2 separate regions of the Sus scrofa genome follow, and region 2 is linked to region 1. Evidence: chromatin contacts called from public HiChIP or PLAC-seq data. All regions are on one chromosome and are shown on one strand. Each heading gives the region's core, a stretch centred on a gene start, on an enhancer-like site or on the middle of the called end of the contact. The rest is flanking DNA. Distances are from core to core; before and after follow the strand shown.

Region 1 (7,337 bases), core at 1,273-3,772:
ATTGGAGCTGTAGCTGCCGGCCTAAGCCACAGCCACAGCCACTCGGGATCCGAGCCTCGTCTGCGACCTACACCACAGGTCACAACATCGGATCCCTAACCCACTGAGCGAGGCCAGGGATCGAACCTGAGTCCTCATGGACACTAGTTGGGTTCTCTAACCACTGAGCCACGACGGGAACTCCTCATGCAATACTTGAAAGAAACATTTTATAAAGATACTACGTGCACTATCAAATAATTCACCTGTGTCATATTTTTCTACTGTTCTTATTAATCTGTTTGAACTAGGGAGAAAAAAAGATCTTGAGATAGTTGAATTGGATCTATCAACCACCGGATCTATGAACCAAGAAGAAAAGGGCCAAGGGTTAATAGTTTAATTCTATATCATCTATATTTCTCATCGGAAAGCTGAAAAGGGCTGACATAAACAAACTGGAGGGATATCTGACAATCTTATAACAATATTATGCAGACTCTTGAAAGGTTTTAACCCTGGCAGATTTTTAGGTGAGAATAGGCAGCTATTTCATATTCTGCTCTTGGCTGCAGAAGAAATGGCACCTCACTTTTGGTTTTTGTCAAGACCTCAGTCAGGCCCCCTTTGAAGGTAACAGTTTATTTATGAACACATCCCTTTCCTTTGGCTGGTCTGAGCGGTCTAGGGAAAGAGACCTGAGCGGGCTGTGGCCTGTTTTAAATCCCTAGGCTCTCCTCCCTCCCACTCCCTTTTTGCTCTCCTCCCCTTCACATTCCTGCTACTTGGAAAGACAGTGAGGCCTCATACTTCAACATTTTCTTAAAGAACCACTTAGCCATTCTTTCTCCGGGATGGGCACAAGATGCCAGTTATTCCCTTAAATGAGTGGATGTTTTAAAAGCTGGGTGGGAGACCACATACTACAAATTTAGATGAACAAATTAAAGGGAATTAAAAAATCTCAAGAACAGCTTTTTCACACTTCTCTACCACCTTTCCTTAGGCTGTGTGGAAATAAAATAAACGAAGACCACCAATGAGAACAGGCTATTCATTCAAAGCTTGCTGTAACAAGGGAGCCAGCCGCCTTCTCTTAGTTTGGTAGACTTAGAGGCCGGCAGTTTAAAAAAAAAAAAAAAAAAAAAAAAAAAAATTAAATTAAAAAAAAAGGGCAGGGGGCGGCGGTAAAGCTTCAGGGTATGCTCTGATTGGAGGTTGTTAACACGGGGTAGCTGGAGGCGGGCTAACTAGAAACTGGGCATCTTAAGTGATTGGTTTGAGGGAATATATTTGGCTTTCTCTGATTGGTCCCGAGTTGGGAGCAGGGGCAAAAATTCGGGAAGCTGGCAGTCAACGACGAAGTTTTTTGCCCCTTCCGTCACTGCAGAGGCTGTGGTTTCGCCTCTCGTGCTACTGGAAGCAGAAGTTGAGGGTCGTCAACACATGGTTTGGTCATTGCCCTGTATATTGTCTCTCAGCTGGGTGAGACCCAGGTTTATATTTTCCCTGGACCTAACTTAAACGTTCTAGCTTCCAGTTCTTGTTTTACCTGGAACAAGAGTCCATTCCTGTTATTTTTGTTAAGGATAAACGGAGACATTCAGATGTGAAAAATATTTATGGGTATAAATACATAATTATCTTTCTGATGAGGGTCAATCTGGAAAGGGAGTCGCCTTCGGTCTTCTGGTTCCCCATTTATGTGCAGAGCTCTTATTCCTATAATAACTGACTCAGTGTTTCTTTCCTTTGGGAGAGGCTAGGCCTCCCTGGTTCCCTCTCTGAGAATTGCTCTTTGGAGCAGAGCGAGGAGGATCGCTGCCCCAGTGTCCCATTCTCTTTCCTGAGGCTCGCTCTCCGGGTTCCGGCCGTGGTCGCACCTTGGCTACTCAGCATCCCAACACCCCCGCGCCAGATCCGCCTCTACAGTCTCCCCCACCCCCCGCTTGCCCTGACACAGCGCCCCCTGTCCCCAGCCCCGCGCGCTCCCCGGGGTTCTCCCCGCTGCACCGGTCCCGGCTGGCCCCCCTTCCGGTGCCCAAACCCCGGCGCGCGCTGGCGCCTCCAGACTACTGGTTCCGCGTGTTCCTGGATGGAGGCCGGAGGGGCTCGGACGCGACCCCTCGGTCCTGCAGCAGCCTCCTTCGCCCGCGGGAGATGTCAGGTCAGCTCTCCCGTCCCCGAGCCGCTACCCGGTCTTTGGTCAGGAAAAAGCAGATCCTCCTCAGGTCCCACGCTCCCGATTTCCACTCTAGGGGGACCCTTCCCAGCGACCATTCCCCTATCATTTCTCCTCAGCTGTAGAAAGAGCAGCCCTCCTTTCCCTTCAGAAAGGGAGCCGTATTTCCCTTCCGACTTCCCCTCCACCGGGGCCCCGTGAGTCCCGGATCCGTAGGAAAGCACAGGCCTTCATTTTCTCCTCGGGTAGGTTCCCTGGCCAGGATTTGTCCTGTCGCGAAGCAGGACAGACTGAGACGCCGCGGCCGACACAGCTGCGGCGGCGGCCGGAGTCTCGCCATCTTGCGCGGAGGAGGAGCCGCAGCGGCCGCCATGCGGAGAACGCAGGGAGGAGGGGGGCAGGGAGCGGGGGAGCCGAGTTAGCTCAGTCCGGGCGGCGGCTTCGACGGCGCCTTGAGCGCGGGCAGCGGCGGAGGTAGGGCTGGACGGCCCCGGGAGCGGGCAGGCGCTGGCTGGTCGGCAGTGCAGCCCTGGCAGCTGAGCGGGGGCGGGGCGGGAGGAGGCCGAAGCGAGGGGCCGGGTGGGGGCGGGCGGAGGTTTCCGAGGAGGAAGGAGCGGCCGCCATTTTGGGAGCTTCGAGTCAACAATAAAGGACCGGGGGTGCCGAGCGGGAGTGGCCTCGGTGGTAGGACTCGGGCTCGAGCCGCGGGAAGTGGGGTGAGGCGGGGGGGTGGAGGTCGGCGTTGACGCCGAGGCTGCGGGTAGCCCCCCGGCAGCTCTGAAAGGGGGTCTGAGGTGGAGGCCTGAGGCCTGGCCGGGCCCTGGGGAGGAAGGCGGGTGGCGGGCGGCAGCTGTGTGGGGTGGGGGCGCCCGGGAGGAGTAGGATGGAGCAATGTGGTGCGCGACAGGGTCTGGAGAAGGAGCGGGCGAAGTTCGCAGAGGAGTTTTGTAGAAGATGAGGGAAGGTGGGACCGTAGGAGGCAGCAAGGACTTAGGGAGATGGTGGAGGTTACTGGGTAAAAGGCGGCCCTATAGGGGGCGGCAGGGATATGCGGTGTCGGGAGAGCTTGGTTTGGAAGAGGACCGGCTGTTTGATCTGAGTAAGGCCGTGTAGGTCAATAACAAGGCGGTGATCTTGGAGCCCCGGATTCTTGGAGAAAAGAACAGGCCTTCTGACTTAAGGGTTTCTCTTTGGGGCCTTTTTGGGGGAGTCCCTATTGTTCCCTACCCGCGGAGCTGGTTCCCTGCTCTTGTTGCGCAGATACGATTGCAGGGCTCCAGCCCTTTTGTGTTTATGGGTCCAGAGAGCTGACTTGAAGTGTGTGGGTTTTTTTGGGTGGGGGTGAGAAGATAGAAGCAAGAAATGATTTCCCTACAATTAGGGAGCTCGAATCATTGGCTTGTTTCTTTCCCTTATCGCCCAGTCCCCTTTCTCTTCGACAGTCCCCTCATCCCTTCAAAATAGAACAGTCACTCTAACTTGCACACCAAGCTTAGAGAAACTGCGCTGCATTTGCAAACAAAAGGTCTTTTTGGAGATGACGGTACAGTTTGGCGTGTGAAACTGTCAGTTGCTAACTACGATCTGGAAAGTGCTGTAATTAACTCCGCTAGGGGCTCCTCCCAACTAGTCTGTGTGTCGTTCGTATTTTTGAAAATGTAGAAATATAACTTGCAAATCTAAATTGAGAAAGGGTAGGAGGAATATTTCCTTTCCTGAGACATAAAGCTGCAGTGCAGGCTTTAGCTTAATTAAGAGGGGAGCAGTTATCACATAGTCACATTTTGGATATAGGAAGATAGAAGGTCTTGTGTGTATAATGGACAGTGATGATATCATTTAATCTTTAGAGGTTGCCTTCTTCATCCTCTTAGTGCTTTGCAAACCAGTCTTCTGGTGTGAAGTAGCTGGTATTGCTGATCATAATATAAACCTGTCAATACTGGAAACCACTTACTACCTTGAACTGAAATTAGGTGGCTGTTAACCACCCTCTGCTTAAGAGGACTTTCAGCTTCTTGGGAGACGTGGAAATAGACAGCTTTGTGTATGTGATGATCAAGATTTGCTTTTGAGCAGCTTGATTTTTATTTAAAAAAAAAACCTCAAAGAGTATTTTAAAAGATTTTATAGTTTGAGAAATCTCGGTATATGGCAAGAAAACATTAACTAGTAAGCTAGTGTATTTTTGGTAAAACATTTAAAGCAGTTGACAAACCAAACAGGCCTTTATTTTCTGGCTTTTTCTGCCTGGCTTTTAAATTAAGTTTTTATTTACAAATAATTTGATTGGGGAATAGTTTTTTAAAATTTAACTATTAATTGGTACTCTGGGTTTCCTGGAGAGTTTGATCAAAGTTACTAGTGTTTTTAGCCTCTCACAGATTTTTTTTTTAATAGAAGTAAATTCCTTTTTGTGTTTTTGTAATTTAAAAGCAGTGCTATTTCAAGTTGGGATATGCCTTTTGAAAAGTGTTATACTAAAAATTATACCAGTTTTGTAGTATTCAGATTTAATTAATGTAGCTAAAGATTTTCTTGGCTGTTTTTCAAGCAAAAGTGTATACATTTTATATCCCTTGACTGCTTCAGTTATTGTTTTAAGGGTCAAAAACTTAGAAAGGAAAAAGAAATGCATTTTTCTTTATAAAGTTTAATTTCTGTGGTTGCAATTTATAAGGGCATAAATAGGTTTTTCTGAAAGCATAAAATTAAGTCAAAAGCTCAACTCTTCAAGTATTCTTACCGTCAGAAATAGAAAAAAATTAATGAATTGCCTTGTTCGTATGTAGATTTACATTAAGTTGTGCTGACACTTCATTGAGTTGTAATTGAGTGTAATGAATCATTGACATTTAGAGGTGTCAGGGACTTAATTCATCTAGGAGGAAACTGAAGGGAAGAGATCATCACTTGCCAACTAATGCTGATTTAATCACAGTATATTTCTACCTGATGTCTGTGTTGCTTTGAACTTTTCAGTGCAGGTTTGTTTTTTGAGGCAGGTCATCTTTTTGTGTTTCTAGCCTGGCTAGTGATTTGGTCTAAGTGCAGCTGTGTTCTTAAATCTTCAACTTTAAAAAAGGGAGTGCTTCTTTGAGTTCTTTAAAAAGGAAACAAAAAAGCTTTTTCTAACTTTACATTTGTTAATTTAACTTTTTTCTTTGTTTCAGATTGAACTGAGCGAATTCAGATATATAACTCAACCTTGTTAGAGGGCTTTTTTTTAAAAAAAAGAGTTGATTCGGTGCATGAGAGCAAGTTACTGCTGCTTACTGTTCAGAGACTTACAGGTGCTTGCCTGCATTGCAATAAAGGACTCATATATTGAGCAAGACTTATATTTATCTCTTCGTTTTGGAGAGCCTAATAAACTGTTATTACAGTTTCTTTACTGACTTTCAAAAGTTTTGAACTTTGAAAGAGACATCTTTACAATTAATACAGCATGAGCACGGCCAGAACAGAGAACCCTGTTATAATGGGTCTATCCAGTCAAAATGGTCAGCTGAGGGGCCCTGTGAAGCCCAGTGGTGGCCCTGGAGGAGGGGGCACACAGACACAGCAACAGATGAACCAGCTGAAAAACACCAACACAATCAATAATGGCACTCAGCAGCAAGCACAGAGTATGACCGCCACTATTAAGTAAGTTTTAGAATAAATAAACACACGTGGGGGGCCCAATGAGATTTATTTTGTTACTTTGTTGTTGACTATGTGTATCCTAAACATTTTGATTGCAAATAGAGGTCACATGCCTCTATGGCCCTGTAGGTATTTGCAATAGGATAATACATTTCTGTCATAATAAATTCAAGTTTATTAAGTATCAAGCAAAGGTGATGAATATTAATTTTGTATAGACTATTTTTTGAAACATTTCTGGCTTTTATAACGAGCTCAAATTCATCTTGTTTTTGCCAGTATGGCTTTCTCCTTAGTGTTATAAATTAGTTAAAGCCGATTTCAAGTTTGTTGGTTTGGTTTTTAAGGGCGGCACCTGTGGTATATGGAAGTTCCCGGGCTAGGGGTCAAATCATAGCTACAGCTGCTGGTCTATGCCACAGCTCATGGCAACTCAGGATCCTTAACCCACTGAGCGGGGCGGGGGCCAGGGATCAAACACACATCCTCATGGATACCAGTTGGGTTCTTAACTTGCTGAGCCACGATGGGAATTCCCAATTTCAAGCTAAAGACCTGCCCAGCCTTCTGAACTTCAAACATACTCACTTATAGAAAAATTTATCCATACCTTTTTTAAGTTTATATCACTTTGCTTTTCATGCTTTTCTGCCCTATTTTCATTTTTTTTTAAATAAGCTTTCTCATTCTTTTATACACAAAATAGTGATCAGTTTATTACTTAGGCAACTCAGAATTTTAAACTCTTAAAAACTTGGATCTCATTTTACTTCAGAATGTATGTTTTTTTAAATTTGAAAGTTTGGAGTCCCCATCGTGGCACAGTGGTTAACGAATCTGACTAGGAACCATGAGGTTGCAGGTTCGATCCCTGGCCTTGCTCAGTGGGTTAACGATCCGGCGTTGCCGTGAGCTGTGGTGTAGGTTGCAGACGCGGCTCGGATCCCGCGTTGCTGTGGCTCTGGCGCAGGCCGGTGGCTACAGCTCCGACTGAACCACTAGGCTGGGAACCTCCATATGCCGCTGTGGGAGCGGCCCTAGAAAAGGCAAAAAGACCAAAAAAAAAAAAAAAAAAGTTTATAGGCTGTCATCTTTAACTACATTTTAAAGTATTTGAAAGGTAACTATCACACAAAAGAATTAGTTTATAGAAAATTAACATTTGAGAATCTTGACCCATTTGAGATTTGTTTTTGTTGTTAAGAATCTAACCATCATAAGTTGATTTAACCTCTAGAATCTAATCTTCATAAGATGATGAAACACTTTTTTTTTTTTTTTTTTTGATCTTTTTGCCATTTCTTGGGCCGCTCCCACGGCATATGGAGGTTCCCAGGCTAGGGGTCTAATCGGAGCTGTTGCTGCCAGCCAGCACCACAGCCACAGCAATGCCAGATCCTTAACTCACTGAGCGAGGCCAGGGATTGAACCCGAAACCTCAAGATTCCTGGTCAGATTCGTTTCCACTGTGCAACGACTGGAACTCCCATATTCTATTATTTTTAAGGTGAATGCTTTAAATGGTGTA
Region 2 (7,202 bases), core at 322-2,821, 97 kb before region 1:
CGACTGTGACTGCCTAGAGGAGGAGGGGTCTCTGGGCGCTGGGGCAGACTGCTGAGGGGCAAGGTGGGGGGAAGGTGTGAGATGGGAAAGTCCTGACTCACCTGTACTTGACTCAGCTCGTCCTGCCGCTGGGTGGGAGCGAGGGGGTGGAGTCCCAGAGGGGAAGGCGACTCCAGGATTCTAATGCGGAGGAGCCCTGGCCTGACTGGGGACCCTGGAGAGGACAAATTTTCTAACAGCCCCTTCCCAAATTATTAGAGGTCCCAATATTTGAAGCTGCAAATACTGGTCCCTTGCTCCACCCCAACCCCTCGGTGGCTGGGTCCAGTGGCTGATGTGTGGGAAGCCCACCTGTCTGGCGTGGGCTTAGATGAGCAGTCAGGGCTTTGCGGGGAGGACACTGCAGTGTAGGGGAAACACCGGGGGACCATGGTCTTGGTGCTGCCACGTAATGGTCACGTGACGCAGGAGCATATCACTTCCTTTTCCCAGATCTCAGTTTCCTCATTGTGAAATGGGGACAATAATACTCTCTGGTAGGTGGTTGGTAGTTTTAAGGATCAGCAAGGTGGTGAAGTGGAAGCCTGGGACCCAGGTCAATGTTGGCCTGCCGCCACACCCAGGCTCTGTCTCTCCCCTGTGCTAATGCAGGAGATGGGGTCTGGGAGCAGGCTGCTTCCCAGCCAGGTGCTGGACTTTGGAACCTTCCCTTGAGGAGCCTCCCTTCCCAGAGACAGAGCGGGAGCCGGGGAAGGTCCACGTGCCGCGGAGTTAAGTTAGGGCTAGACTCCCACAGGGTCCCTGGTGTGTTTCCCTCCTTCCCGGTTCCCAGGTCCCCCAGGTCCCGGCCTAGCCTCCAGCTGCCCAGGAGGGAACGTGCACCGGTGTCTGGCTGGGCCTGTCCCTGGACAGGAGCTCCTGGTCCAAGACTCCTCCCCTCCCCCGCCCCTTACTGGTATCTGTGGGGACAGGGCAGGGGGCAGCAGGGTGAGGCTTCTGTGTTTCAGTGAGTCTGTTGGTGTATCTAAGTGTGTGTGTGTGTATTTCTCTGAGAGTACCAGGCTCAACTTTCTATGGCTGCCTCGTGGCCTGGCCTCAGTCTTTTCATCTGTACAGTGAGTCGAGGCGCTCCCTCTCTACCCTCTGGCCGCCTCTGGAAACGTGCCGCAGGCTGTTTCTGTGCTCCTGCTAGGGCCGGCGCCTCCCTCGCCCTCCCGCACACCTCCGCGGCCCGGCGGGAGCGCGCCTCTAGTTTCCTGGGCTCCGTGCGTGTCTTTGTCTCCCCGTCCACGTGCGAGCTGCGAGGGTGTGTGAGTCAGAGTTCGGGTGCTGGTGGGTCCCGGAGCCCCTGCCCGACGGCGCCCAGCGCCGAGCCCAACCTCGGCCCCGCCGCGGCGCGCGCCGGGCCCCTCGCCGCACTTGGCCGTGGGTCTGTCCGGGCGGCGCGTGCGGGGCCGAGAGAGACACGCTGCAGCCCTGCCCGTCTCCCGCTCCCCGGCTCGCTGGCTCTCTTGCTCGCTCGCTCGCTCTGCCTCTCCGCTCGGGCTCTGCCGAAGGGGGCGGGGTGGGGTGCTGGGGCGGGGGGAGGGGAGGCTTCTGCATTCTTGCGGTCGGGGAGGAATCTGAGCCAGCGTTACTGGTCTCCAGAAGAGCCCAGCTGCAGCCCCGGGGCCCCGCCAGGCCTCTCGCTGCCCGCCTGGGCCTGCTGGGATGGGCACGGGCTAGGCCTCGAGCTGGGGGCGGGGCATCGCCCCACCCCCACCCCCAGCCCCCTCCCAGCCCGGGCGCCCTGGGGCTGGGCGCCGCGGGGGGCGGGGCGCCAGGGGTTCCTCCCACTGCCCCTGGGTGAGGGGCGCACCTGGGAGCGGGAGTACCCCCCCCGGGGGGGGGAGCGCTGACAGACCTTACGGCCGACCCACGCGGGCACCTTTGCAACCCTGTCCTTGTGGTGAATTCTGCCCCTGTGGCCGGGGCGGGGTGGGGGGGCCTTGCTAGACACCTCAAGCTCTGGGAGGATAAGGTTCGGGAGGGATGGGGACAGGACCGGCCGCTAGGATCGTGACCCCGACCTGTAGTCCTTCCTTGCCATTCCCACCCTACCCTATCCAGTTCCCTAGTCCCAGGGCGGTTGCGTCCTCCCGTCTCCCCTCCCTTTCTCACACCCCCTCCCCAAGTCACAAGTTTTCTCTTTGGGGCTTGTTGCTGCAGTCCCTGATCCAGTACCGAGTACCTGGCTGGGCCCTGGGCACGCACAGGGGCCGTAGCCCCACTGTGTGTGGGAGCCATGAGGATCCTGGCTAACAAGACAAGGTGTGTGGGTGTCGTGGAGGGCGGGATGTGTGTGTGGAGTGAGGGGAAGGGAAGGGCCCAGTGACGATGGAGCTGAACTGTGCAGACTTGGAGAGCGAGCCCCCCCCCCCCCGCCCCCGCCCGGGCACCTGGCTTCCAGGTCGCTGGTGGGATAGAGGAGGGTCAGAATGGGAAGGCCTGCCGCGAGGCGGGAGCCCACAGCTTTAGTGCCCGGGGACAGAGGGGAATGGCAACCAGCTAAGCCTGCTGTTCTAGTCCCTTTCTACCCTTTCCTCTTAAAAAGGGTTTGAGTAGACCCCCGCCCACCCCACTGTCGGGTCCAATGGCGCCCTCTGGCCTCAGTCTAGCTGGGGGTGGGAGCCGGAGGGAGGGGCGGCGCCTGCCTCCCTCCCCTTCCCCAGGAGAAGCCGGCAGACTGGGCCAGGCGGCAGCAGCAGGACAGCAGAGCTGAAATAAATCTGAGCTGGTGTGGAATGAGGGGGGATAAATATCCTCTCCCGTGATGTGATCTTTCCAGCGGCTATTAATAGGTCTCCGGGGAGGGGGAGGCGGTGGGGGGAGCGGGCTAGAGCTTAAAGGGCCCGCAGCCTAGGCTGCAGGAATCCTTGGTTTCAGCCTGCTCCGCACACCAGTCCCCTCCCCCCTTCCTCCTGCTCCTGCCTGTCCGCCAGGCCTGCCGGTGGACCCTCTTCAGGCAATCCCCTCCTGCTCTGGGGAGCGGTCTGGACCAGTGGGTACCACTCTGTGGTGTACTTTTTCCCACTTCCCCAAGGGGGATGGGGCTGGGGCATGAGCAGTGACCCTCAGGTCCTGTGCCCCTTCCCAGTTGGTGTTGGGACACACGGAAGTTGAGATTTGGGGACCTTGGAAGGAGTCCGAAGATAGCACACCTTTGAAGAGAGGGTGCTTATGTGTTGGTCAGGTGCTAGTGGAGGGGGGTTGCCATGGAGGCTTGCAGTCTGATGGATGCCGGGGCTGGGGGCGGATTGGATTCTGCCAATACCAGGCCCTGGTTTTCATTTGAATTGTGGGGACTGGGAGGTGGAGAGGGTGGCCCCATCTTCACTCCCCAAGGTGGAGAAGGGCATTAGCCCTTGTCTGAGGAGCCATGGAGGGAGGAAGGGAATGGCTGGTGGTTTTAGATGCCACTCAGCTCCCACCTCCCCTACCATTAGGAGAGGCAGAACAGGGCGATTAAAATCCAGGCTTGCTACAACCCTAGCAAGATTAACTTTTCATGTCTCTTCCACCTTCTCCCAGGTTACCCCACCCCAGGAGGAGAGAAGCTCCAGGGAGCCCGCCGCTGTCCCCCCGCGGCCACTGCCCCCCTGCCCCAGCCAAGCCAATGCACCCAGAAAATAAGTTGACCAATCATGGCAAGACAGGGAATGGCGGGGCCCAATCCCAGCACCAGAATGTGAACCAAGGACCCACCTGCAACCTGGGCTCGAAGGGCGTGGGGGCGGGGAACCATGGGGCCAAGGCCAACCAGATCTCACCTAGCAACTCAAGTCTGAAGAACCCCCAAGCAGGGGTGCCCCCTTTCAGCTCGCTCAAGGGCAAAGTGAAGAGGGAGCGGAGCGTGTCTGTGGATTCTGGAGAACAGCGAGAGGCTGGGACCCCGTCTCTGGATTCAGAGGCCAAAGGTATCCCATTTTCTGATCCCCAAGACCCCAACATCTTCCATGGTCCTAGACCCACTCTTGTTGGGAGACCACCTTTCTGCCCCACTTGCCTAATCCCCACCCCCATTCCTCTCCAGCAGTTATGCAGGGGCACCTTTCTCTTAGCGCCATCATACCCGCCCATCTGGCCATGCTCTCAGGATTGGGTGATGTTGCATCCTTAGGTGCCACCCATGGAGGGGCTTCAGAGTGAGGGGACCTCTGGTTGGTCAGTCTCATTCATCTCTTTTCTCCCCAGACCCCCCCCACCCACTCAGGGGGAGTAGGAGGGCTGCTGGGGTGAGGAACAGACCCACACGCCTCCCAGGAACCTCCGGGTACCCTGGCTGGTGGGAGCCACTTAGCAGGCACTGGGGCTTGGAAGAGTAGCAGCGGCTTCCCCCTCCCCTCCCCCCCCAGCCCTAATTAGAACCAGTCGTGGTTGGGGATTAGGCTGTGCTTGGTGCTGGGTGGGGGAGGGGAGACAGGCAGCAGGGCTGTAGAGAGAAATCAGAAACAAATGGTGGTGTGGTGGGGGCCAAGGGCTGGCAAAGGGCCCGCCGGGCCCTGGGTAGTGCCCTCTGGGGTGGGGCATCTGGAAGACTGGGCTTGGGAAGGACCCTGGGTGTGGGAGGTCAGGACTTTGGGTACTTACTCGGACCCCTGCCTGCCTGGGCAGAGGTGGCACCACGGAGTAAGCGGCGTTGTGTGCTGGAGCGGAAGCAGCCATACAGTGGGGACGAATGGTGCTCAGGACCAGACAGCGAGGAGGACGACAAGCCCATTGGGGCCACCCACAGTGAGTGCCCATCATTGTCAGGATGCTGTGGCCTATGGTGCCCCCGAGGGATAGCTGCCCTGAGGGAGCTTCCCTCTCCTCACCTAGGGCCTCAGAGGGCCAAGCCTGGGCAAGAACCAGACAAGCGTCAGGAGCCCAGGCTCTTCCCTTCCCATCTCATATCTCTGACTTAGTCCCTTCCTGCCCTGTGACAGCTCAGTCCCTGCCTTCTGGGTGCTCAGTGGCCCCCTATCCCTAGGGACCCGGCGTCTGCTAGGTTGAACCTCAGGTGGCCTGTCCTGGCCACACCACCAACACCTCCTCCCTGAATTCCTGGCCTATGCTGCCACCTACTGGTCAATAGAGGGAGGGCGGTGAGGGTCCAGCATCTTTGGGAGCAGGACAGTTGGCTCTGCTGCGAAAAGCCTTGCTAAGCCTGGGTGTGACCTGACATTGGCTGTCTCTCTGGTGCTCTTCCCTAACCTCTAATTGACTCGTGGCAAGTGCCTGGACTGCATTGCCAGGACAAGGAGTGGGTGTGGGTGGATGCCCACCCCTCTCATTCTTGCACTGATCAGCGTACATGTGGGCCTTGCACAAGTGCTGGGGGAACCAGCATACCCCTGCTCTTGGGGAGCCCATACCCATTGATCTGATGCTTTTCCTCCAACTTTGCATCCATATGTGGAGCGAAGTGCAAAAGAAACTAGCCAGAGTTTCAAATTGTGAACTTCTGGGAGGCCAGACTGTAGAAAGAAGGACAAAAAAAATATGTTGGACACTTTACTACTTTGTTTTATTTAATCCTTACAATAGCCCTGTGAGGTAGGTGGTGTTGTGATGCAGAGGAGGAAACAGACTCAGCAGATGTTTGTGGAAGGAGCAGATCACGACCAAGGAGGTGGCATGTGGGGTCCAATACCAAAGCCTCTGCAGCTGGCTGGGACCTTAAAGGTCATCTGGTCCCAGGCACAACCCCCTCCCCCAGGGGACTGAGTGGCAGTCCAAAAGCCCCTGGCCAAGCCATTCAGTGATCAATGGGGGTGGTCACTGCCTCCTAGGACAAACCCCCCCCCAGTTCACTTTTATAACATTAGACTGCACCATTGTAGAAACAGGAAGACGCCGGGAAATACAAAGAAGAAATTGCTAACATGTCTAATACCAAGGTAGTCACTTACTCTTTTAATTATACTGTTATTAGATTCTCGAAGAGTCCTCAATGAACTGAGGCCCTTTCCCAAATTTACACGAATAATAAGTGCTTCAGTTTCCTCATCTACACAAAATTCCTTTCTTAGGATTATTGTGAGAGGGACAAGGAGTTGATACCTGTAATATGCTTAGAACAGCGTTAGCTTTTATTACTGTATTAGGAAGTTTTTCCTTGGAAGAAAGCCTACCTCTCGCCCCATAACTTGTCCCAGGAGTCCTCGTTCTGTGTATTGAATATGCACCCTCCTCTTTCCCAGGGCAGCCCTCACACGTTGAGATTGGCTCTCAAGTTCCCTCCTAAACTTTTGGCTCCATTATTCTGTGTAAAATTGGAGAGACAGGGTCCAGAGCAGGGGGTTATGAGGTAGGAATATTGGAGAAGATTTATTCAAGAAGATGACTCTGCCCCTGGGCCTGCGGGAACGTGACGCTCTCCTGGCACAAGTGAAACAACTTCAGGCAGTTATCTTTATATGAACTGAGGGTGCTGTCACCTACTGTTTGTTGGTCAGGCACTTGTCTCATGGTAAAGGGTCTACCCACTTGCCTAGACCCCTTCATGACCATCATAAATCTTTCTTCCTTCCTTCCTTCCTTCCTTCCTTCCTTCCTTCCTTCCTTCCTTCCTTTTCCTTTTCAGGGCTGCACCCGTGGCGTATGGAAGTTCCTGGGCTAGGGGTCAAATCGGAGCTGTAGCTGCCAGCCTACACCACAGCTCACAGCAATGCCGGATCCTTAACCCACTGAGCGAGGCCGGGGATCAAACCTGCATCCTCATGGACACTAGTTGGGTTTGTAACCCACTGAGCCACAGTGGGAATGCCTCATAGATCTTTTCTGGGCTAGGACTCACAGTCGAGTTTGTGACCTTGGTGTCAAGGGTGTCCAGGAGTAAACCCACCAGCACATTAGGCTTTTGTAGCTCTCTCTGTTTTTCCAAATAACTGTTTAGTTTGTGATATAGTTCTGAGCTTGCTATAAAAATAGCTTTCTTCAACTCCCCTCCCCTCCCCAGCTCATAGGGCGGGAGTTAGTGTTTTTCCATTTTACAGATGAGGGAACTGAGGCTTAGAGGGAGGAAGTGTCTTGTTGTAAGGTTGCAAAGCAGTTACTGAGAAGGCCAGAATGAAAGCCATTCAGCGTTTGAATCATCAGTTCTCCCTTTTCCCTTCACCTGGCCAATGTGTGCATGTACACACATACACACACGCACGCACGCACGCACACACAGTGAC

What was found. HiChIP or PLAC-seq counts read pairs in DNA pulled down with a chosen protein or histone mark.
Region 2: an H3K27ac HiChIP or PLAC-seq map of skeletal muscle shows a contact between it and region 1. The contact joins the enhancer-like site here to the promoter of DDX6 in region 1. A contact is called at or near these places in 3 of 5 promoter capture datasets (fetal liver, fetal skeletal muscle and liver), 13 of 47 Hi-C or Micro-C datasets (alveolar macrophages, blood, embryonic fibroblasts and 5 more) and 2 of 2 datasets of contacts at active chromatin or transcription factors (alveolar macrophages and skeletal muscle).

The regions. Positions count from the first base shown.
Region 1 is chr9:46,058,442-46,065,778 of Sscrofa11.1, reverse strand. DDX6 (probable ATP-dependent RNA helicase DDX6) reads left to right here and starts at 2,522. Exons shown (of 13, transcript XM_021062947.1): 1 at 2,522-2,635; 2 at 5,335-5,809. The coding sequence starts at 5,610. LOC106504894 (proline-rich receptor-like protein kinase PERK2) reads right to left here and starts at 5,468. Exons shown (of 2, transcript XM_013979478.1): 1 at 5,463-5,468; 2 at 2,392-3,189. The coding sequence starts at 5,468. The coding sequence ends at 2,392.
Region 2 is chr9:46,154,365-46,161,566 of Sscrofa11.1, reverse strand. It overlaps BCL9L (B-cell CLL/lymphoma 9-like protein), which reads left to right. Exons shown (of 11, transcript XM_013979456.2): 5 at 3,571-3,956; 6 at 4,654-4,773. Among named protein-coding and RNA genes, the nearest start is that of BCL9L, 17 kb to the left of the region's middle. Within about 2 kb of position 1,571, at least 57 of the 83 cell types and tissues checked have an H3K27ac peak or open chromatin away from gene starts, as enhancers often do. A contact at or near this core is called in alveolar macrophages, fetal liver, fetal skeletal muscle and 1 more, where this site is marked.